7 separate regions of the Mus musculus genome follow, and all the other regions are linked to region 6. A link is a contact called in public Hi-C and HiChIP or PLAC-seq data. All regions are on one chromosome and are shown on one strand. Each heading gives the region's core, a stretch centred on a gene start, on an enhancer-like site or on the middle of the called end of the contact. The rest is flanking DNA. Distances are from core to core; before and after follow the strand shown. Region 1 has its middle 18 kb from the start of Wnk1. Region 2 overlaps Ninj2 (ninjurin 2). Region 3 overlaps Ninj2 (ninjurin 2). Region 4 overlaps Ninj2 (ninjurin 2). Region 5 has its middle 16 kb from the start of Ninj2. Region 6 holds the start of Fbxl14 (F-box and leucine-rich repeat protein 14). Region 7 holds the start of Ninj2 (ninjurin 2).

What was found. Hi-C and Micro-C count contacts between places; a contact is called where the count stands out from the background. HiChIP or PLAC-seq counts read pairs in DNA pulled down with a chosen protein or histone mark.
Region 1: a contact with region 6 is called in an H3K27ac HiChIP or PLAC-seq map of double positive thymocytes, with 5 times the contacts expected there. The contact joins the enhancer-like site here to the promoter of Fbxl14 in region 6. A contact is called at or near these places in 17 of 39 promoter capture datasets (3T3-L1-derived adipocytes, the C10 cell line, the HPC-7 cell line and 11 more), 1 of 15 datasets of contacts at CTCF or cohesin (the NIH/3T3 cell line), 3 of 484 Hi-C or Micro-C datasets (cerebellum, embryonic fibroblasts and regulatory T cells), 16 of 115 datasets of contacts at active chromatin or transcription factors (the 230-238 cell line, T-cell acute lymphoblastic leukemia, acute myeloid leukemia and 11 more) and 1 of 9 other capture datasets (embryonic stem cells).
Region 2: an H3K4me3 HiChIP or PLAC-seq map of bone marrow-derived macrophages shows a contact between it and region 6, with 3 times the contacts expected there. The contact joins the enhancer-like site here to the promoter of Fbxl14 in region 6. A contact is called at or near these places in 9 of 39 promoter capture datasets (the 3T3-L1 cell line, the C10 cell line, cranial neural crest and 4 more), 1 of 484 Hi-C or Micro-C datasets (uterus) and 10 of 115 datasets of contacts at active chromatin or transcription factors (the 230-238 cell line, bone marrow-derived macrophages, embryonic hindbrain and 5 more).
Region 3: a Hi-C map of B cells shows a contact between it and region 6, with 14 read pairs. The contact joins the enhancer-like site here to the promoter of Fbxl14 in region 6. A contact is called at or near these places in 3 of 39 promoter capture datasets (the C10 cell line, the HPC-7 cell line and cranial neural crest), 1 of 484 Hi-C or Micro-C datasets (B cells) and 11 of 115 datasets of contacts at active chromatin or transcription factors (acute myeloid leukemia, bone marrow-derived macrophages, craniofacial prominence and 7 more).
Region 4: a contact with region 6 is called in a Hi-C map of embryonic stem cells, with 6 times the contacts expected there. The contact joins the enhancer-like site here to the promoter of Fbxl14 in region 6. A contact is called at or near these places in 22 of 39 promoter capture datasets (the 3T3-L1 cell line, 3T3-L1-derived adipocytes, the C10 cell line and 13 more), 9 of 15 datasets of contacts at CTCF or cohesin (the G1E-ER4 cell line, the NIH/3T3 cell line, embryonic stem cells and 3 more), 195 of 484 Hi-C or Micro-C datasets (the 63-12 cell line, the AML12 cell line, the AtT-20 cell line and 93 more), 59 of 115 datasets of contacts at active chromatin or transcription factors (the 230-238 cell line, DN3 thymocytes, the HPC-7 cell line and 37 more) and 5 of 9 other capture datasets (adipose tissue, embryonic stem cells, embryonic tail and 2 more).
Region 5: an H3K4me3 HiChIP or PLAC-seq map of the SCID.adh cell line shows a contact between it and region 6, with 9 read pairs. The contact joins the enhancer-like site here to the promoter of Fbxl14 in region 6. A contact is called at or near these places in 3 of 39 promoter capture datasets (the 3T3-L1 cell line, neutrophils and pre-B cells), 1 of 484 Hi-C or Micro-C datasets (embryonic stem cells), 12 of 115 datasets of contacts at active chromatin or transcription factors (the SCID.adh cell line, acute myeloid leukemia, bone marrow-derived macrophages and 7 more) and 1 of 9 other capture datasets (embryonic stem cells).
Region 7: an H3K4me3 HiChIP or PLAC-seq map of bone marrow-derived macrophages shows a contact between it and region 6, with 2.4 times the contacts expected there. The contact joins the promoter of Ninj2 here to the promoter of Fbxl14 in region 6. A contact is called at or near these places in 4 of 39 promoter capture datasets (the C10 cell line, liver, neutrophils and 1 more) and 13 of 115 datasets of contacts at active chromatin or transcription factors (bone marrow-derived macrophages, embryonic limb bud, embryonic stem cells and 5 more).

Annotation. Positions count from the first base shown.
Region 1 is chr6:120,054,882-120,057,601 of GRCm38.p6, reverse strand. No RefSeq gene overlaps it. Among named protein-coding and RNA genes, the nearest start is that of Wnk1, 18 kb to the right of the region's middle. Within about 2 kb of position 1,266, at least 67 of the 459 cell types and tissues checked have an H3K27ac peak or open chromatin away from gene starts, as enhancers often do. A contact at or near this core is called in the 230-238 cell line, T-cell acute lymphoblastic leukemia, bone marrow-derived macrophages and 3 more, where this site is marked.
Region 2 is chr6:120,113,457-120,116,252 of GRCm38.p6, reverse strand. All of the region lies in intron 1 of Ninj2 (ninjurin 2), which reads right to left. Among named protein-coding and RNA genes, the nearest start is that of Ninj2, 21 kb to the right of the region's middle. Within about 2 kb of position 1,317, at least 117 of the 459 cell types and tissues checked have an H3K27ac peak or open chromatin away from gene starts, as enhancers often do. A contact at or near this core is called in bone marrow-derived macrophages, liver and uterus, where this site is marked.
Region 3 is chr6:120,149,277-120,151,976 of GRCm38.p6, reverse strand. The region is part of intron 1 of Ninj2 (ninjurin 2); the gene reads right to left. Among named protein-coding and RNA genes, the nearest start is that of Gm25327, 6.9 kb to the right of the region's middle. Within about 2 kb of position 1,251, at least 110 of the 459 cell types and tissues checked have an H3K27ac peak or open chromatin away from gene starts, as enhancers often do. A contact at or near this core is called in B cells, the HPC-7 cell line, acute myeloid leukemia and 2 more, where this site is marked.
Region 4 is chr6:120,186,253-120,189,007 of GRCm38.p6, reverse strand. The region is part of intron 1 of Ninj2 (ninjurin 2); the gene reads right to left. Among named protein-coding and RNA genes, the nearest start is that of Gm25327, 44 kb to the right of the region's middle. Within about 2 kb of position 1,252, at least 189 of the 459 cell types and tissues checked have an H3K27ac peak or open chromatin away from gene starts, as enhancers often do. A contact at or near this core is called in the 230-238 cell line, the 63-12 cell line, B cells and 53 more, where this site is marked.
Region 5 is chr6:120,075,880-120,078,579 of GRCm38.p6, reverse strand. No RefSeq gene overlaps it. Among named protein-coding and RNA genes, the nearest start is that of Ninj2, 16 kb to the left of the region's middle. Within about 2 kb of position 1,304, at least 34 of the 459 cell types and tissues checked have an H3K27ac peak or open chromatin away from gene starts, as enhancers often do. A contact at or near this core is called in the SCID.adh cell line and acute myeloid leukemia, where this site is marked.
Region 6 is chr6:119,478,381-119,481,080 of GRCm38.p6, reverse strand. It overlaps Fbxl14 (F-box and leucine-rich repeat protein 14), which reads right to left and starts at 1,413. Exons shown (of 1, transcript NM_133940.3): 1 at 1-1,413. The coding sequence starts at 1,221. The coding sequence ends at 19. All of the region lies in intron 1 of Wnt5b (wingless-type MMTV integration site family, member 5B), which reads left to right.
Region 7 is chr6:120,091,988-120,094,687 of GRCm38.p6, reverse strand. It overlaps Ninj2 (ninjurin 2), which reads right to left and starts at 1,308. Exons shown (of 4, transcript NM_016718.2): 1 at 1,230-1,308. The coding sequence starts at 1,262.

The DNA.
Region 1 (2,720 bases), core at 17-2,516, 580 kb before region 6:
CATTTATTTATTTATTTATTTACTCATTCATTCATTCATGCATTCATTCATTTATCTATTTATTTATTTTGGGGGAAGGGTGTGCATGCCATTGCATACTTGTGGAGGTCAAAGGGCAACTTGCAGAAGTTAGTTCTTGCTTTCCACTCTGTGGGCCCTGGAAACTGAGTTCAGGTCTTTAGGCGTCGCCTTCTCACCAGCCTCACTCCAGACATATTTATACATCCAGATGCACAGGAGCATTGTTCACATTAACCAGTCAAGAACAACCCAGATGCCTCCAGTGCATGGTGCATTGTGCATGCTACGTATACACAATGGAGTATTCTCCAGTCTTCAGAGGCAAAGGCCTATGCTACAACTTCATGAGCTTTGAGATGTACTAAGTAAGGTAAGCCAAGTAGCCTGTGATTCTTCGAGTAGTTAGGGTCACAGAGACAGACTACAGAATGGTGATTGCCAGAGCTGTTAGGGAAGGAGGAAGAGGAGCTGACCCTTAATGGGTATGAAGTTTCAGTTTGCAAAATAAAGGAATCCTAGAGATTAGTTACATGGCAATGTGACTCATACCTTATGATGCTGAACTGTATATCTAACAGTGGGGTGGTGGGGTGCAGCTGGAGAAATGGCTCAGTGGCTAAGAGCATTGGCTGCTCTTCCAGAGGACTGGGTTTGAGTCCTAGTACCCATATAGTGGCTCACCACCATCTTCTTACCCCAGTTCCAGGGAGATCTGACACTCTCTTTTGCACCAGGAGCAGACATAGTTACACAGACATACACATTCTGCTAATAACCTACCATGTTCACTACAACAGAATACATTTTTTTCTGCAGAGAGCAGAAAAAACATTCATATACATAAAACAAGACGTTTTGTGTGTGGGTGGGTGGGGCAGGATCTCTCTATGTAGTTCTGGCTTTCCTTGAACTTATGTACACTAGGCTGGACTTGAATTCATAGATATCCACCTGACTCTGTCTCCAAAGTGCTGAAAATTATGTAATTTATATATAGCATATTATGTAAGTTATATAATATTTAATATATTAATACATGTATAATATGTATAAAATAAAACATATACATTATATCATATGCAATTTATTATGTATATTTATATATGTGCGTACACACACACACACACACACACACACACGACAGCTGTGGCTGACAAAGACAATCAGAAGTCATGGGGGATGGGAGTAGGGATGGAGAAAGTGCTAGACTTCCTCACCAGCCTGAGCTGGTTATGGTTTGCTGCCTGAGGAAACAGGAAGGAAAAAGCATTTGTTGTGGCTCTAAGAGAGTAATTACAAAAGCAGGTGTTAAGCAGGAAGAACCAGAAAAACACTTCTTGAACCCCATTTAGAAGCTGGAGAGGAAAAAAAAATGCCTGGGCAGGCTCAAAGACTGAAGTTTTAGAAGTATAGCTGACAGTGGGCACAAGAAGGAAGGACTCAGTTGACCTGAGGGGACAGAAGCTGAGGAGACACTAGGATACTAGATCCTAGTCTCTCTTGAATCCCTGGTGATGCTCTGGTCTTGGCTTTGGCTCAGACACTGAAAGAGGAGCCAAGAAAACAAGCCAAGTGGAAAGCTAAGCCTTGTAGGGGCTCAGTTTCAGAGTGACCCCAGCCAACAATCAACCTGAAACTACTTTTCTCAAAGCATTACAACTGCAAGGCACTGTAGCTATAGATGCCCCTTTTGATGCACAGGTGACAATTTCCTGTCTCTCTTGTAAACTCTGCTCACCCATCCCTGTTTCCAGAGGCCCCTCAAAACTGTCTTATAGACTTAACATGAGTAGGTTGCCCCAGGTGTTGCCAAAAGAGTCTATCTGAAGTACTTTTTCTGGTCTTCTCTCATACTTTTGATTCATTATTCTTTTCTGGTTGTAGGAAAAAATTGTGTGTGTGTGTGTGTGTGTGTGTGTGTGTGTATGTGTGTATACACATAATATATATAGTGTTTACCATTTTACTCATTTTATTTTATTTTATTTTTTTTTTAAACTTTTTTTTTTTAAAGATTTATTTATTATTATATGTAAGTACACTGTAGCTGTCTTCACACACTCCAGAAGAGGGAGTCAGATCTCGTTAAGGATGGTTATGAGCCACCATGTGGTTGCTGGGATTTGAACTCTGGACCTTCAGAAGAACAGTCGGGTGCTCTTACCCACTGAGCCATCTCACCAGCCCCTCATTTTAGAACATACATTTAGTGGCATTAAGTGCATTTAACATGTTGAGTAATCATTACCAATATCCTTTTTCATGACTCAAAATAAAAGCTCGGTGCCCATTAAACAGTAATACACCGACCCTCGGTAACCTGTAATTTCCTTTCTGTCTCTCTGAATTTGCCTTTTCTACCTTGGATAAGAAGATTTTATCCCTTTTAAAGGTTGGACAATATTCCATTGCAGCATACACCACATGTTATTTATTCACTCATGTAGTGATAGACACTTGTATTGTTCCCAGCATTGAGCTCTCTTGAATAACGTTGCTATAAACATTGGTCTATAGGTAATCTGTTCGAGTCTCTGTTTTCAGTTCTTTTGAGTACACACTGAGGAGTGAAGTTGCTAGATGGTAGGATAATTCTGTTTACCATTTTGTGGAACAGCCTAACTGTTTTCTTACAGCTGTATCCTTTTACATCCCCAAGAACAATGCACACAGCCTCCAGTTTCTCAGTCTTTCCCAAC
Region 2 (2,796 bases), core at 68-2,567, 640 kb before region 6:
TAAGTAGGGGCTGGAGGTTAGGATGTAGCTCAGTTGCTAGAATTTTTGCCTATCACAGATGAAGCCCTGGGTTCAGTCCTCTGGTACCACATAAAACCAGGTGTGGCGATACCAGAAGGAAGCAGACATCACGAATTCATAATCTTCCTCGGCTACATAGCAAGACTGAAGCCAGACTGGGCTACATGAGATCCTGACTTTAAAAGGAAAAGGAGGAGGAGGAAGAAGAGGAAGAAGAGGAGGAGGACCACACACACAATTAGGCACAGCACAAACCCTTTTACAAAGAAGGAAACGGACAAGACAAAAAGGCTGATCTTACATCAGTTTTCTCTTTCTTCATAGACACAGTCACAGTTATTTGTTGCAAGCTAGTGTAGACTTCAGTATGTTTTTTTTCCTTTTCAAAAGGGGAATAATACATCCTAGGCAGTTAGCACAGGACTTGCCAAGGCCTTCATAGCATTTACCCCGGTAGATGTTGGTTGCTCCTGGTGCCTTCCCTTTACAACAATCTTCTAAGAAAATGAGGCACAGACAGGGTAAGTAGTTTTCCCTAGAGCAGACATCCCAGCAAACAAGTGACAGGTCCAGGATTCAAACCCAGGCAGTTCAGCTCCAGAGTCTTTGCCTTTAACCACACTTCTGAAGGTGATTAGTGACTAACCTTCCCTAATCCCCTCCCTGGTGTGCGTGCCTCTGTGAGAGTACTCGGGGCACTATGTGAGAATTTTCTGGAAAGATACACAGACATACATGCACTCATATACATCCTTACACAGACACACATTCACAGAAGCATACACACACACACACACACACACAAGCACACAAGCATACACAAACACACCCACCCCTACCCCCCCACCCCCCACCCCACCCCCACACAGCCACCCAGGGTACCTGTAAGGAGCTACTGCAGCATTCTGGAAACTATGTGTGGTTTGTAACTGACAGAACATGACCATTATCCAGACTGTAGTCATAAGATATACATGGATCCCCAAACCAGTGACTCCTGAAGGTAGGTTCAACCTCAGCTCTAAGTTACTAAGAACCACTGCTTAAGGCAAGAGTGACAGTGGCCTGGAGGAGAGAGAGGCACATTAAGCTAGCTGGGAGCATGAGGTACGGTTTCCAGGACCCCAATTCTCCCTTGGCAAAACCCTGAAGGATCAAGTTTGCAGCTGTCAGAAAGCAAAGTAGGAAACTGCCGTCTGAGATCCAGGAAAGCCGGGTGGAGATGACCCCAGCTCAGCACTGTTTTGGATTAAATTAGCAGCCCTCCAACTGCCAGCTCTATTGTCACAGTGAAACACGTTTCCAGTCCACCAGCGGAAAGTTTGCTCTCTGGCAGCCAAAAGCACTTGGAACAGGCAATGATGATCTCATAAAGCAGGAAATCTGAGCAGTTAGTCAGATGATTAACGTGTTTTTGAGCTGGAGGAGCAGAGTGTCATTTAATGAAAATATCATTGTAGACGCAGGAGTTTCCAAGCTGGGCGACAGCTTAGAAACTCATCACATCTGAAGTCCTTGCTCTGTTAATATGGAAACCGACTCTTGGTCTGTGTGTTTGGGGTTTGGTTTTGCTTTGTTTTGCTTTGTTTTGCTTTGCTTTGCTTTGCTTTGCTTTGCTTTGCTTTGTTTTGTTTTGTTTTGTTTTGTTTTGTTTTGTTTGAGAAAGGATCTCTATGCATCCCTGCTGCCCTGGAACTTGCTCTATAGACCAGGCTGGCCTGGAAGTCTCAGGAATCTGCTTGTCTCTGTCCCCAGGGTGCTGGCTGGGGTTATAGGCATGTGCACCCATCATGCCCAGATTAACTGACGCTCCCCCCCCCCCAAAAAAAGGAGATATCAGGGTTTCTGGCTCAAGGAAAGTGTAATTTTTCCACTCTATCCTCCCTCCCTTGCAAAACCCTGCAGCCTTGGGTCTCCAATATGCTCCTTAGCTCCTCCTGGGTGCCTGGTAACTCCCTTTTCTTCTTAGCTGTTTCTTTCTTTCTGTTTTAAAGACTTGCTCACTTTGAGGGTTTTGCCTGCTTGTGTTTGTGTATCATGTGCATGCCTGGTGCCTAGAAGTAGCCATGAGATAGATCCCCTAGAAGTAGAGTTACAGATGGTGAAGAGCCACCATGTGGGTGCTGGGAATCGAACCCAGGTACTCTGCAAGAATAACAAGTGCTTTTAACTGCTGAGCCATCTCTCAGTCCCTTGGTGGTTTCTTTCCAAGGGGTGTGTTCTGTTTAGTGTTGGGAACAGGGCCTGGGTTCTAACACGTACACAAACCTGGCTCTATTACTCAGCTATACCCTCAGCCGGTTTTATTGTGCCCACCCCCCTTTGGTGTGACTTTCAATTCTAGAATCAAGCAACATTTCAGTGCATAAAATTCCCCCTTTAGTTGTCTTGTTTGTGTTAGCACACCCTTCTTCCCCCATGGTTCCCACACTCAAGAGTGCTTTCAGCTCTAATCTCTGAAGAAAGGAGCAGCCAGTTAGAAAATAGGGTTAGACCTTCCTCAATCTGTATACTCACTTTAGAGTAGCTCCTACAGGTGGTTGGTAGACCTTTCTCTTGTCTAGTCATGCTTTGAGATTAAATTATTTGACAATCTGCCTATACTGACTTTCAAATAATAAAAACCAGCCATTAGCTGGGATCTCAGCAAAAAAACCAAACAAATTTTGCCTTGCGCATATGCCAAGCTTTCTGGACCTTCAAACTGCGACCAACGTCCTCAGGTTGTATGGGTCTATAGCAAGGTTCTGCTTGCAGAGGCTCTCAACTATAGCT
Region 3 (2,700 bases), core at 2-2,501, 670 kb before region 6:
CATCTTAAATGTCCTGTAGAGGGCTATCTTTAAAGATTTGGTCCTTAGTTTAAGGCACTATTGGGAGGCAGTGCAGCTTTAAATAGGACATTAGGTCATTAGGTCATACTCTTGAGGATGTTAGGGCCCCACCCCTTTGCCCTTCTATGGTTGCTTCCTGCCTGCCATGGGACAAGCAGACTTCTCCTTCACATTCTCCTACCATAATGCTCTGAGTTGCCACAAGGCCAAAGCAGCAAGGCCAAGCAGCCTTTGAAACCATTTGCCCAGAGACTGGAGAGATGGCTCCGCAGTTGGAACCACCAACTGCTCTTGCAGACGACTTGAGTTCAGTTCCCAGCCCCCCACACTGGGTGGCTCACGAAGGCCTGTGACTCTAACCTCAGGGGACCCAATGTTTTCTTCTTGTCTCTGCCAGCACCTGCGTTCATAGGCACACACTCCCTTGAAGACACACACATCTCATTTAAAAATTAAAATAAAATAAATCATAAAAAACCATGAGCCAAAATAATATTTTCTTTCTTATTTTAAAGGATTTGTTTATTTTAATTTATGAGTATGAATGTTTTGTCTGCATGTATCTATGTGCACCGCAGGCAGGTCTGGTGGCTGCAAAGGCCAGAAGAGGTTACTAGATGCCCTGGAACTAGAGTTACAGATGATTCAGAGCCACCGTGTGGGTGCTAGGAACTGAACCTGGGTCAGTAAAAAACAGAAAGCGCTCTTAATGGCTGAGCCAGCTCTCTAGGCCCATCCTTTCTTTCTTACAAACTGATTAACTTGGCTATTTTATCACAGTGACAGAAAACTGGTGAACATAATTCCGTAGCGTCCCCAGCACCTTGTCCTTGACAGAGACTTGCTAGGTCTCTTTCCTCATAGCTGAAGCATCAGTGTGCTGAGAACGTCCTTCTGCTATCTGTCTACCTGTCTGTACCGTTCCGAAGCCGCTTCATTTGTCTTTACAGAAGCCAGTGAGCAGCGTGTCCTGGCCAGAGCACAGCTTGTTCTTTTCTTACCTAGGTTTATAACTCAGGGTTGGGGGAGGAGGAGAGCTGGAGGTCCTGGGATCCTGGAGATAAAAACCCATTGGGCTCGATGCTATTTTTTTTTTTTTTTTCATCATTTGCTGGGCATTCGTGGACAATTGTGCACTGAAGAGTCACCCAGCCTCGAGCTCAACAGGGCTCACGGGGTGTCCTTGTGGGCAGCTTCTGCTCTGCCTCAGCAGGTTTTCTGTCCCCTCTGCTCTTTCCTCAGGAGGTCCTGATTTCCTCACCTTAGCCTTCCTCATTTAGTCAGCGACGTTGAGCAAGTAGCACTGGGCAGTGGGGTCATGACCCTGCTTCCCAGGAAAGGGCGCCCCCCCCAAGATCAACAGTTACTTGGTTTCTGAAGGTCTTGGTGGCCCCAAAGGTCCTGTCACTCTGGTTCATGTCCATATCCAGCTCCCATGTGAAGGGTGTGCTGGGCTCTGGCCAGGAGTGCAGGCTCTGAGGTCAGCTCCCTAAAAAGTGACCACCGGATCAGCCTTAGGCCAGCCTGTGACCTTGACCTTGAGGCCCTGTGAAATGGAGTCCAGCAGGGCTCTTTATCTCACAGAGAGGTGGAGATTGAATGTAATGATTTGTTTTAAGTGTTGGCTTGGTTAAGTGTGGACAAAGTGAGAGCTGTCACCCTGGGCCTGTCATCGCCCTGTGGATCCAGGGTAGAGAGCCTTCTTGGATGCTTCTCGTGCCTCCAGCAGAGCCTCAGAGCAGCAGCACTCTCAGCAGGGCCTGGAGACTGTACGTGAAGTCACAGAGGCAGGGCCGGACCTCACTGACTGACCTCTGAGGGCAGAAGCAGGCTGTGGGACAAAGGTCTTGATGAATCTACCTACGCGTAGTTCTACTTTTCTCCCTTCAATTCCGCGTGACAAGGGAGTCTACCTTAGGCACCACTTCCCGTCTTTTCCAGAAGAATCTCATTCTCCTCCTGTGGCAAGGAACCTCTGCAGCAGGATGTGACAGTATGGCTGTGACCTGCGGCTGAGGCCTGCGGCTGTGGCCTGCAGCCCACTCCTGCTCTCTCCCACAGTGAACCACATTTGTATCCTTCCGGTCCCCAAGTTAGGGTCTGGGGCTTTGTGAAGGAAGCTGAGAACCTTAGTGCCTGTAGCCTAAGCTTGCATCCCTGACAACTCTCCCTGTTCCCCAAAGCTCTCAGAAATGGGCTGGGCTGAAGTGCCGTGGTCGGTTATCAGAAGGAAGAATCAGCCATCTGGGATCTCCCCTTTCCTCTCCTCACAGCCCCTCCTCCCCAGACTGTGTTTGTGGGGAGGAATGCAATGTCACCTTGCAAACGACCTCTAAACTCTTGGTTCCAAACCTCTAGAGCAGACGTTCTCAACCCCACAGGGGTCACACATCAGATAGCCTGCATGTCAGATATTTACACTACAATTCATTACTGTAGCAAAATCACAGTTATGAAGTAGCAATTTGTTCTGTCAGTAGGCTTGTCTGGTCCTACAAGAAATCCTGGGTGGATAACGCTAGGGGTCAATCCTGACCCGCACTGGGGCTGGGAGTACTGAGAAGGAGGCCCGTTGTTCTGGACCCACAGAGAGGCTTGGGTTATGTTATGGTAGGCTAGAGCAAGAAGAGAGTTGATGGGAGTTGATGCAGAGTCTGTCTGTTTCCTCGATGAAGACCC
Region 4 (2,755 bases), core at 3-2,502, 710 kb before region 6:
AACCTGCTCCACCCCTAAGGACTGTCTTTTTCTCTCCTGGACTGTAATCCTCACATAGGGCTGACAGGCCCGGTGCTGTCACTGTCTTCAGGCCAAAACCCACAAAAGGGCAGACTCCTGCGGCTCTCTGTTTGGGGCAGGCCCCATGCCGCCACTGTGCCGCCCTTGGCCTTCCATGCCAAGAGCAGCCGTCTTGCCCTTAAAAATCAACAGCCTCTAATCCGCGGTAGGGCGGGGTGTCTTTTGCGTGTTATTCTGGTGATAATCCCTGACTGTCCCTGAAAGCTCCTCCAGCCTTGGATTCAACCTCCCTGGGAGGCTCCAGCTCTTGCCCAAGGCCCCAGGACTGGGCCTGGACCGTGCAACATTAAAGATGAGGGGCGTGGCCTTCGGGGGGGCTGGGGGGAAGGGCTGCGGGACTGCGGTTGTCCCGCAGGGGAGGCCAGGAAACTGCTTAGAGAGGCTCAGGTTAGCTCAGCCCCTCCCCGGCAGGAATCTGAGTCTTCGGAAACCCAAGTGAGAATTACAGGCGACAATAGGGTTGGTCCTCCACTAGAGGAGGCAGAATGTGCAGAGAGGCTGCAAGGGAGGACCTGCGTGGGAGAGCGCGGCGGGGCCTGCTTACTCTTTGCGGAGAGCTCGCCCATCTCCCCTGCAAACAGAACTTGGCCAGTGGCCTTTAGGAAAGACTACTCAGAGTGCAGTTAACCGTGGATTTACCACACACAAACTGCCCAAGGATCTATCTGTTCCCCCCACCCCCCCACCCCCCAGTGCTCACCCAAGACCAGAGCACTTTCTGGGTCAGAACTTTGCTTGGAGGTTTTCAGCCCCATTTGGCACTTAGCTCTAGAGTCCACTTTGGCTCTAGAGTTTCCCCCAAAGCAAATATTCTCCAGGTCCACCCAGCCCACCTCCGCTGCCCCGCTGCCCCGTGGATCCTACTTTTAAGAGCCAAGTAAAAGAGTTAACACGGAAAGAGCAACAAAGACAATGCTGCCTGCCGAGCACAGCTCTGAAAATGGAACTAGTCCCAAATTTGTAAGTGAAGGAACCGAAGTTCCAAGAAATTGGCTGCCCAAAGGTCAGATCTGAAGGGCTGTGTGCCCATATGGAAGTCCTTAGGCCGGCGCTCTTTTTTTGAATATGGTTCTCAACGCGTGTGGATTTGATGTGGAAGCAGAAGCAGCGGGGAGCACACAGTAACGAAGGTGCTGGGTCAGAGGCGTGGCTTGGTGACAGACCACTTCCCTTTCACTCGTAGGCTGGATCCCCAACAGGGGCGGGGGATGGGTAGGCAGGTTCTCTGACTGAATCAGACAATCAGGAGAGATGCCCGGGCATGAGGACCACTGCCCTATCCATGGCTGCCCTGGAAGTCTCTTTCTGCGCGCCTCTGCTGGCCAGTTTCATGTTGATTTTGCCTTTTAATTCATTTAATAGCACCTCCCCCCCCCCTCTGCTCCCCGGAAACCAAGGGTCAGAACAGTTCAGTGAGGTTGCCAGGACCACCCAGCTTTTAAGTATTAGAGTTCCTGGGATCTGGGACCTGGGTCGCTAAGCCACTACACCCAGCTTTCACAAACCTCAAAAGGCCCACCCAGAATTATGGCTCACACCTTCAAACCCAGTACTTAGGAAGCTGGGGTAAGAGGCTTGTTTAAGGCTAGCCTGGGCTACGTAGGATGTTCCAGTTCAACCTGGGCTTCAAGAGTGAGAGATCTTGCCTCAAAAAAGAACCAAACAGACCCTCAAAGGACCAGTCTAAAGAATTTTAATGTAGTATTTCTAGGTTTTCCCACAGGAAAACCAATGAAACGAAGCCCAGATTTCATTTTATCCTGGCAGCCAGGATGGGTGGCAGCATCTCTCCCCTATACCCATTATAGGCACACCATTGCCTTGTCTCCGAGAGCCCGAGGCCCCTTTCTTTTCATCCTCGGCCACACCAGAGCTGAGGCGTCATGGGTGCTGAAGGGCTCTGCCACTTCAGTACATCTGAGCCACGGGATTTCTCCAAGCTGTAATGGAGAACCTGAATCCAGAGAGAAGTCTAAATGTAGAATAAAAAATAAACAAAGAAAGAAGGAAGAAAAGAAACAGAGAGAGAGAGAGAGAGATGCCTTTGTCTCCAAACAATGACAAACAAACCCAGAAGTTAGTTCTGAAGTTGAAAGTCAACATTGCACACCACGATGAGAGTGAGTGTGGCCTCCCCACTAGAGCATACATTTCAAAAGGCGAGAGTTCTTGTTTGGAATGTAATGCAATTAGAACAAGAAGTACTGACAGTTTCTGGCTGTAGTCCAGGTGAGAAGACCCCCAGCAGGCCATGGTATCTGTCAGCTAGATGGGAAAAGGGGAAGGTGCTGAATTTTCCACCCCATCCAGCCCGGAGAGAGCCTGCCAAGATGCCCGCCTATTCAGTCCAGTTCAACAAACCACATCTCCAGCTCCTTCTATCAGACGCAGACATCTAGGATGCAGTGAAGATCCCTGCCTGCCGTACAGTCCTGCCCTCCTAATCTCCTAAAACGGCAAGGGTTAGCAGGGAATAAAGTGTCTAAAGTGGGGAAGCCAGGAGATAAAATGACCCTTCATGCCACCCCAACGGCTGCTGCGGGGACTGTGGACTTTGTCTCCCTCGGTGCTGCAGCACCTCACCTGACAGGGCTAATGAACAAGTGAATGAACTCTGCATTCATTCAGAAAGGGCCTAGCAGACGGAAGAGGAGTTGTGTGCCAGACCCCCTTC
Region 5 (2,700 bases), core at 55-2,554, 600 kb before region 6:
ATCATTGTGAGCTACCATGTGAGTGGTGGAAATTGAATTCAGGACCTCTGCAAGAGCAGCCAATGCTCTTAACCACTGAACCATCTCTCCTGCCCCACCCTGTCTTAAGATAGGATCCCACTATGTAGTCTTGGCTGCCCTGGAGCTCACTATGTAGACCAGGTTAGCCTTGAACTCACAAAGATCAGACTGTATGCACCAACACTCCTGGCACTTAAAAAGAGGCTCTCTTATTATTTTACTCTACATTAGAGAATTAATCTAGCTGGAGTCAGGAAAGTGACAAATTCAAGGTCATCCTGGGTTGCATGGTGAGTCCTTGTTTCAAAACAACATAACAAAAATTTCAAACTAGCTGGGCGGTGGTGGCGCACGCTTTTAATCCCAGCACTCAGGAGGCAGAGGCAGGCAGATTTCTGAGTTCGAGGCCAGCCTGGTTTACAAAGTGAGTTCCAGGACAGCCAGGGCTATACAGAGAAACACTGTCTCGAAAAACCAAAAAAAAAAAAAAAAACAAAACCAAAAACAAAAAAAACAAACAAACAAACAAACAAAAAAAACCCTTCAAACTAATCTAGTATACAGTCACTACACTTTGCTAGAGTTACCTTGAATCTAATCCAGATCCCGGTGTATGTAACAGTCTTGCGAAAATTTTCCATATTTGTTGTGTAATTACTGTCTGGGACATTGCCCATTACATTGTACAGCAACCCCTAAAATAAGAGCCTTTGTGTGAAAGAAAAGAAGATTTAATTTGGAAAAATCTTTCTGTTGTTGTTGTTCTGGGTAACTGACAGGCCCCCATTGTTCTCGATAGCCTCTCTCCCTTTTTACATGGTTCTGTTGGGGTCCAGGAGTCACCCCACGAACCACACAGACAGGGATAGTTTATTGAGCATTTGCTCCAGGACTGATTGATTGATCAGGGCCATTGATCAGACTTGGGAGCTGTCTGTGACAATGAGTCAGGAGCCAAGTTATTTCACTAAGCAGGATTTAGGTATAGGGGACTTCCTTAGGAACACATCTTTGTAATACACTTATCCTGCTCCCATTGGTTGAGATATTCAACTGTGGGAGGGCACTTGCACTGCCTAACATTCATGTCTTAACTAGCCAACCACGATGCCAGTTATCCAGGGAGGTCTTGGGAACTTACAACTTCATTCAACCCCTACTGAAATTGCAAGTTTCCTCTCTTATGTTGAGCTCCATCCCAGGGGCAGCTTATAGGTGCAGGAAGTGCTATGTGGTAGTTGGTTTGGATCTGAGCTTCTTGTAGCTAACTATACAAAGCAGTTCTAACTGACCTCTATTGTGGTTGGTTTCCAAGAACACCAAAGCACAGAACATAACAGAATATGCAATCAGCTCAGGCATGAGAAAGTTTCCTAGTAACAGCACATGAGGAAGCTCCCTTGTAGCAGTCATAAACAGCATAAAGTGGCTGGCTAGACAGGCAGCAGTGACCCAGGCCTTAACAGTGACCAAGAAGCTCAGAGAGAAACACACACTTGATGCCAATCTTTCTGGTTTGCTTCTGTCTTACTTCAAGCAGTGATGTCATCAACAGTATAACATGGCTGCCCTTCCATTTTTCAGCCTCCTCAAAGCTTCTCACAGAACCAAAATGAATGGCCCCAGAGTCCTCCTCTCAGATCATTCCCATTGACTTGGTTTCATTTCTGCTATAGCGTGAAAACCTCACTTGAAAGGGAGAGCTACTTATCAATCCTTAACAGACAGCAGCTTGGACAGACAGCCGCTTGGTATCATCTGTCATAGTAACTAGGACTGCTTCTCACTTAACACTCTCACATTCAATGAGTTCTGACTGCGGATGCAGAGTCGGAGTCGGGGCTATTATTTCCAAAGCAGATGCCTCCGTCACAGCCACATCCTTTCTTTTCCCAAAACTTCCAACTTAAGTGCATCTGAGGAGAAACAGGATAATTCCAGGGCTCTTGAAACATCTTTCCCTGCACATTAAATCAGGAGGGCTGAGCTGGCTCAGAGCCTGCTTGGCCTGTGTGAAACCCTGGCTTCTCCGAACAACAGAGTTCTAAACCACCACCAGCAGCAGCAGACATACAGAAGAACCACTTTGATACTGAAAAGTAGCTTGCTCTAAGGAGCAGGAGGCTTTTACTTCCTTGTGAGGAAAGCCGTCGTCACTCTATGGATTGAGTCCTTTCTGGATAAGGAAACATTTCTTATGAATCTAATTTTCTATCAATACTTACTTTTTCTTGTTTGTTTAAGACAAGATCTCATGTAGCCCAGGATGGCTTGAAGCCCTCTGTGTAGTTCAGGATGACCTTGAACTCCTGATCTTTCTGCCTTCATTTGCCAGGGGATGAGATTAGAGGCATGTATCGTAATAGGCTGGCTTCAATAATCTACTTTTACAAAAACTAGAGATGATTATTTTCTACTATCCAGTCCTCAAAGTAATAACTAAGCCAGGCTAATCCCAGCACTTGGGAGGCAGAGGCAGGAGGACCTCCGAGTTCCAAGTCAGTCTGGTCTATAGAGTGAGTTCCAGGACAGCCAGGGCTCCAACAGAGAAACCCTGTCTCGAAAAAAGTAAAAATAAAATTAATAAATCAACGAAAGAAAGAAAGAAAGAAAGAAAGAAAGAAAGAAAGAAAGAAAGAAAGAAAGAAAGAAAGGAAGGAAGAAAGAAAGGAAGGAAGG
Region 6 (2,700 bases), core at 164-2,663:
GAACTGGAACTGCCGCCCTCACCTGACCTTCTCACTGTCCGTCATCTGCCAAAGTCCCAGGTTAAGTACCTTGAGGCAGGGCAGCTGCGTGATGCGCTCCAGGCCGCGCTTGGTGATCCTGGTGCAGCCGTACAGATCTATGCCCGTGAGCTGGCTCAGGTGCTCAGCGATCAGCTCCAGGCCCTTGTCCGTGATGCGCACACACTGTCCAATGTTGAGCGTGCGCAGCCCGTGCATCTGCCGCACCATGCGGTTGATGCCATCGTCACTGATATGGCAAGAGCAAAGGGAGAGGGACTTGAGGCCGTCCAGTCCCTGGGCTATGTACGCCAGACTCTGATCTCCCACCTTGTCACAGAACGACACATCCAGACCGGAAAGGCGCAGGCTGCCCATGGCCAGATGCATGATGCCGGTGTCGCTGATGTTGTCGCAGGAGCGCAGGTTCAGGCTGCGCAGGCTGCCCATGTGCGACAGGTGCAGAAGGCCCGCGTCCGAGATGCCGCCGCAGAAGCTGAGGTTGAGGAGCCGGAGGCCCGTCAGCCCTCGCGAGATGTGCTTCAGGGAAAGATCCGTGAGTTTCTGGCAGTCCTGAAGAGTGAGCTGCTCCAGGCCCAGGCAGCCCTCGGCAGCGCTGCGCGTCATGCCGGCCAGGTGCCCGATGCCCACATCCGAGAGGTGGCGACAGCTGCGGAGATTAAGGCTCTTGAGGCGCTGCAGCCCCCAGGCAATGAGCAGAAGGCCGGTGTTGGTGATGTTGCTGCAGCCCCCCAGCTCCAGCACCTCCAGGCCCTTGAGGTACTGGGCTATGCGGCCCAGGCTGCTGTCGGTGATCTGCTTGCAAAGGCTCAAGTTGAGAGCGCGCAGCGAGCCGATCTCCTGCACGAACGCGTGGCCCAGGCCGTTGTCGGTGAGGTTGTAGCAGCCGCTGAGGTTGAGGCTCTCGATGTTCGCCATGCCCTGGATCACGTAGCTGAGGCTGCGGCGGAGGCTGAGGATCTGCACGCGGCGGATGCCCCGGGCCTGCAGGCTGGGGAACAGCGACGGGTTCGCCCGGCGCAGGTGCAGCTTGGCCTCCACGCCCCGCCACACCGACTTGTGGTAGGCGGCGTCCCGCCAGGCCGTGCACACCTGCGCCGCGCGACCCTTGTCTCGGACGTCCAAGTAGCCGAAGATCATGGCCAGCAGCTCGGGGAACAGGCACGAGATGTGGGTCTCCATCTTCCTCCCGCCGCTACGCCGCGCCGGGTGCAGGAGGCGCGGGCGCCGCCGCCGCCCCGGGAGGCGCCGAGAGCGGCCCGCCGCGGGCCAACGGCCGCCCCTCCCCGCCTTCCGGCCGGGCCGCCGCTCCTCCTCCCGGCGCGTCCGAGCGGCGCTTCCTTCCTGCCGCCCTTCCCGCCCCCGCGCGGCCGCTCGGGCCTCACATCCCGGCCGGGGCGGGCGCCGCGTCCGCGCCCGCGCGCCGCCCCGCGCCCTGCGGCATCCCGCGCCCGGCCGCGTCGCTGCTGCGCGCGCCGGCGAGGCCCGGGCCGGGCGCTCGGGCTGCGGACGGCTTCCTGCTGCCTTTGTCTGCCGTCCGCGGTTCAAACTGCCCAGCCCCGGGCTGCTCGCACTCGGCCGCTGCGCGGGGGGACTCTGGGGCCGCCGCGCGCCGCTCCTCCCCCGCCTAAGTCGCGCGGGTCCGATTCACGGCCGCGGGCGGCGGGACGCGGCGAACTCACCGGCGTGATCGGGCCTGCGCCCTAGGAGCCGGCCAGCCGCGCTGCGCCCTCCGCGTCCTCCGCGCCGGCTCCCCCGCTCAGTGGTACGCGCCCGCGCCGCCGGAACTGGTGGAGCCGTTTCCTTGGAAACCGGGCTCTGCCCTCGGCCGCGGAGGCTTAACCCCATGCGCGCCGGGATGGCTGGCGGCCTCGCCGCACCGTGCAGCCCTAAAGAGCGCCCGATGGCCCACGGGCTGCTCCCCTCGGTGTCCACGCTTACTCCACGCCCTCTCCCGCCCGCATACTTCATCCTCTCTTGCCCGCATATTCCATCCCCTCTAGCCCGCGTTACTTCTCAGAGCGCCTTTAACCATCTCACCACACCCACTGCCCCAGTCGGGCGGCCTTCCCACCATTCCTTTCTCTTTAGTAGTGAGTCTTAATTTGGTGGAGAAAGTGGCTTTTAGTCAGCATAGTTTGACAGCTCTCGTTCTAGAAATTTCTGGAAGTTGTCCAGTGTGCCTGCCTTCCACAATCTTGTTGTTTCCATACACCCATGTGAGTTCCTTTCCCTTTCAACTTTGTGTCAAAACTTCCCACTGCTTCTGCCCCTGCCTTGCGCTCTAACCTACACCAGGTTTTGTCTTTTTCCTCGGCCACTTAGACTGTAGATTGCACGGCCCAGCTGTACGGATACCTAATACATCTGTATGTGCTGACACACATACACTCTTTGGTCTGGTTAAAGATGCTCCAGCCTTATGCTTTATGTATATTTTATGAATCTAGGGCAGAGCTCAACTCTATACAGTGTAGCCTCGGGTCTTAAATATCTGCATGAAGGATAGGATTTCAGAATTGTATTTTTATGACCCCTGAAGCCAAGAGTTTTTAGTTCAGAGAAAAGGAACCTGAGAATCTTAAATAAGTTACAAGTTCACACATCTAGATACAAAACAACCTGACTTAGCTGTTTCCTTGACTCTTTGGGAACCTGAAC
Region 7 (2,700 bases), core at 59-2,558, 610 kb before region 6:
TTGCATGTGTAAGGGCAGGGTTTTTTCGGGAGTTCCCTGTTCCTTTAAGTGTACTATGAACCTAAACCTGCTCTAAATGCATTCCAAAAGTAGAGAGGATGCAGCAGAGAGACAGAGTGTGTGCTGAGCCTGTGGGAGGCCCTGAGTGTCCAAAATGGCAAACTCACACATCTTCCACAAGAGCAGGAAGCCGACCAATCTCTCCAGCTCAGGTCAAGCATATACTAGTTTGGGAGCTTGTGTTTAGTCTAAAGATCATGTTTTGGTATCAAACATTCTTGATCTTAAAAGTCCTTTCCTGGGGGCTAGAAAGATGGCTCAGTGGTTCAGGGCACTTGTTGCTCTTGCAGAGAGGGTCTGGGTTCAATTTCCATCAGTTCGCAGCAACCACGTGGTGGTTCATGACCATAAGTAATTCCAGTTCCTAAAAACCCAGCACTGTCCTCCGATCTCCACAGGTACCAGGCATGCATGTGGCGTAGATACAGATACAGGCAAAATACTCATAAACACAAAAATAAATCTAAAAAGGATTTTTTAGAAAGTCCTTTTCTGCCGTTTAATTGTCTGACTCTTGGAAAAGTTAACATGCAATTTACAGCTGATGCTACTCTGTCTGATTGGCTCTCTGCCCTTGCTAGAACCTTCCATTTTTTCTAGTGCCTTCCAGGCCTGTAACACCAAGGGCAGGACACCTGACTATCTTCCTAGTACGTGGTTGCCTACTTCATGCTGCTGTTGCCTGAATGAGACACTGTCTGTCCCACACAAGAGAGCCTTATAGACTCAGGTCTCAGAAAAGTTTAGGTTTTTCCAACCTATAAAAATATAGAGTTGGCCACTTGCCTCTCTTACTCTCTCTAAAACCCCAGCTTTGTATTTTCTTGTCTCTAAGAGGACAGCCAGCCGGGCAGCTCTCATGTAGCAGTCACTGTGCCAGGGCTTGGAGGAAAGCACTGCACAGAATATGAAATCATTTTCTGATAACACAGATCTTATTAGCTCTTTGACTAGAGGAAGCAGAGGCTGAGAGGAATTGAAATTTCACGTCTAACAACATGTGAGGAACCAGCCAGGGGTATCAAAATGGGACTAAAGAGCAAAGGCCAGTGTGTTCAGAGAAGGGGGTGAGGAAGAGAGAGAGAGTAGAGGTTGGGATGGCTATCAATGCCACCTTCACAACCGCTCCCAGGATCCCCCCACCCCTCTTGGCTTCCCACAGAACTTACTTGAAGGTGGATGGTTTCTCGGTCTGACTCCATCTTGCTGCCCTGGGGCCACTCGCCACCCTCCGAGTGTCTGCAGTTTGCGTGGATTTTTCAGCTGGGCAGTCTGGGCTTATGGCTCTTCTGAGGTGGGAGAAAGCGCTGCTGCAAGACAGACCAGCTATTCATCCGTGGATGTGGGATGCTTGGCTTGGCCTCAACCCCTGGGGGGAGGTGCACACGTGTGCGAGTGTCTGCCCCGCATGTGGCATATTGAGAGGTGGCCTTTTGAGTTGTCCCTCGAATCCCAGCCAGGCCATCTGAGGTGACTGGCGCCTGCCTGCTTTGAGGCAGTTAGGTTTGCTACTGAAAACATAATTCTGCATGTTTACCAAGGAAATCGGAGGACAGCTCTAACGGGGTTTTCACACAGCACACTAGTTGCTCAGAGTAGGGTGTCAGGTCACCAATCGTGGGATGGCTTCAGCCCAATCCCAAGACATGAGGTTCAGAGGTTTCTCCCTTCCTCTCCCTCGTTCTGTTTGTACCCTCCGTTCCTAAGAGAGGGAGAGAGGAGGGAGTAGCTTACCAGGTAGGATGCAAAGCTACAAGGTCAGTAATACAAATTGGTACCTTCGTCTTCTCTGAGCAGGACAGAGCTTTGAGAGCACAGGGGACGCTGCACCTTCAAATCCTCTTGACCAGGCCAGCAGCATTCCCCTCACTTATAAAAGAGAGCTAGGACAGTCAGACTTTTTTTTTTTTTTTGGAAACTGATTATTTCTTCTGTTTACCTTAGAACCTAAAACACTTCTGTCTTGTTCCTAGACCTGTTTTAGATCCAAACTGCTGTGGTGGGAGTCTGTGAGTGTGGTAGACGATGGCTGCCAGGGAGAATTTCCATTCAGGGTAATGGGAGGTGGGAATGGGGCAGGGCAGAGCTGGGCATTTATTCTTACCAGTCTCACATGGGAAAAGGAGAGGGGGTGGGGTTAGATGATGCCTGAGAATTATGTCAAGTGAACAAGATTACCCATCATGCCCTACCTCCCACAGCTATATATGTGTCAGTCAGCTTTCTGTCACCGTGACAACATCCTTAGGACAATCAATCCACCTTTGGTTCATGGGTACAGAGATTTCAGTTCTTGGTTGGCAGGCCCTGCTCTTTGGAGTGGGTAGCAGCAGGCCTAAATCATGTAAGAATGTGTTACAGAGGAAGTCTGTTCACCTCCTGGCAGCAGGGAGTAAATGGAAAAAGGGAGAGGGAAGGAAGGGTTCTAATACCCCTTCAAGAGCCGGCCCTCCAATAACCTAGCTTCCTCCCGCTGGCTCCCACCCACCCCCACTGCTTCCCATTAGCATGGTGATGACCAAATCTTCAACATAAGGGCTGTGGGAGAGGTTCACTATTCTGTCTGATAGGCGCTATCCTCAGTGCTTAGCATACACTGCTCTTCGTAATCATTCTGGAAGTTCCTTTCCATTCTTACCA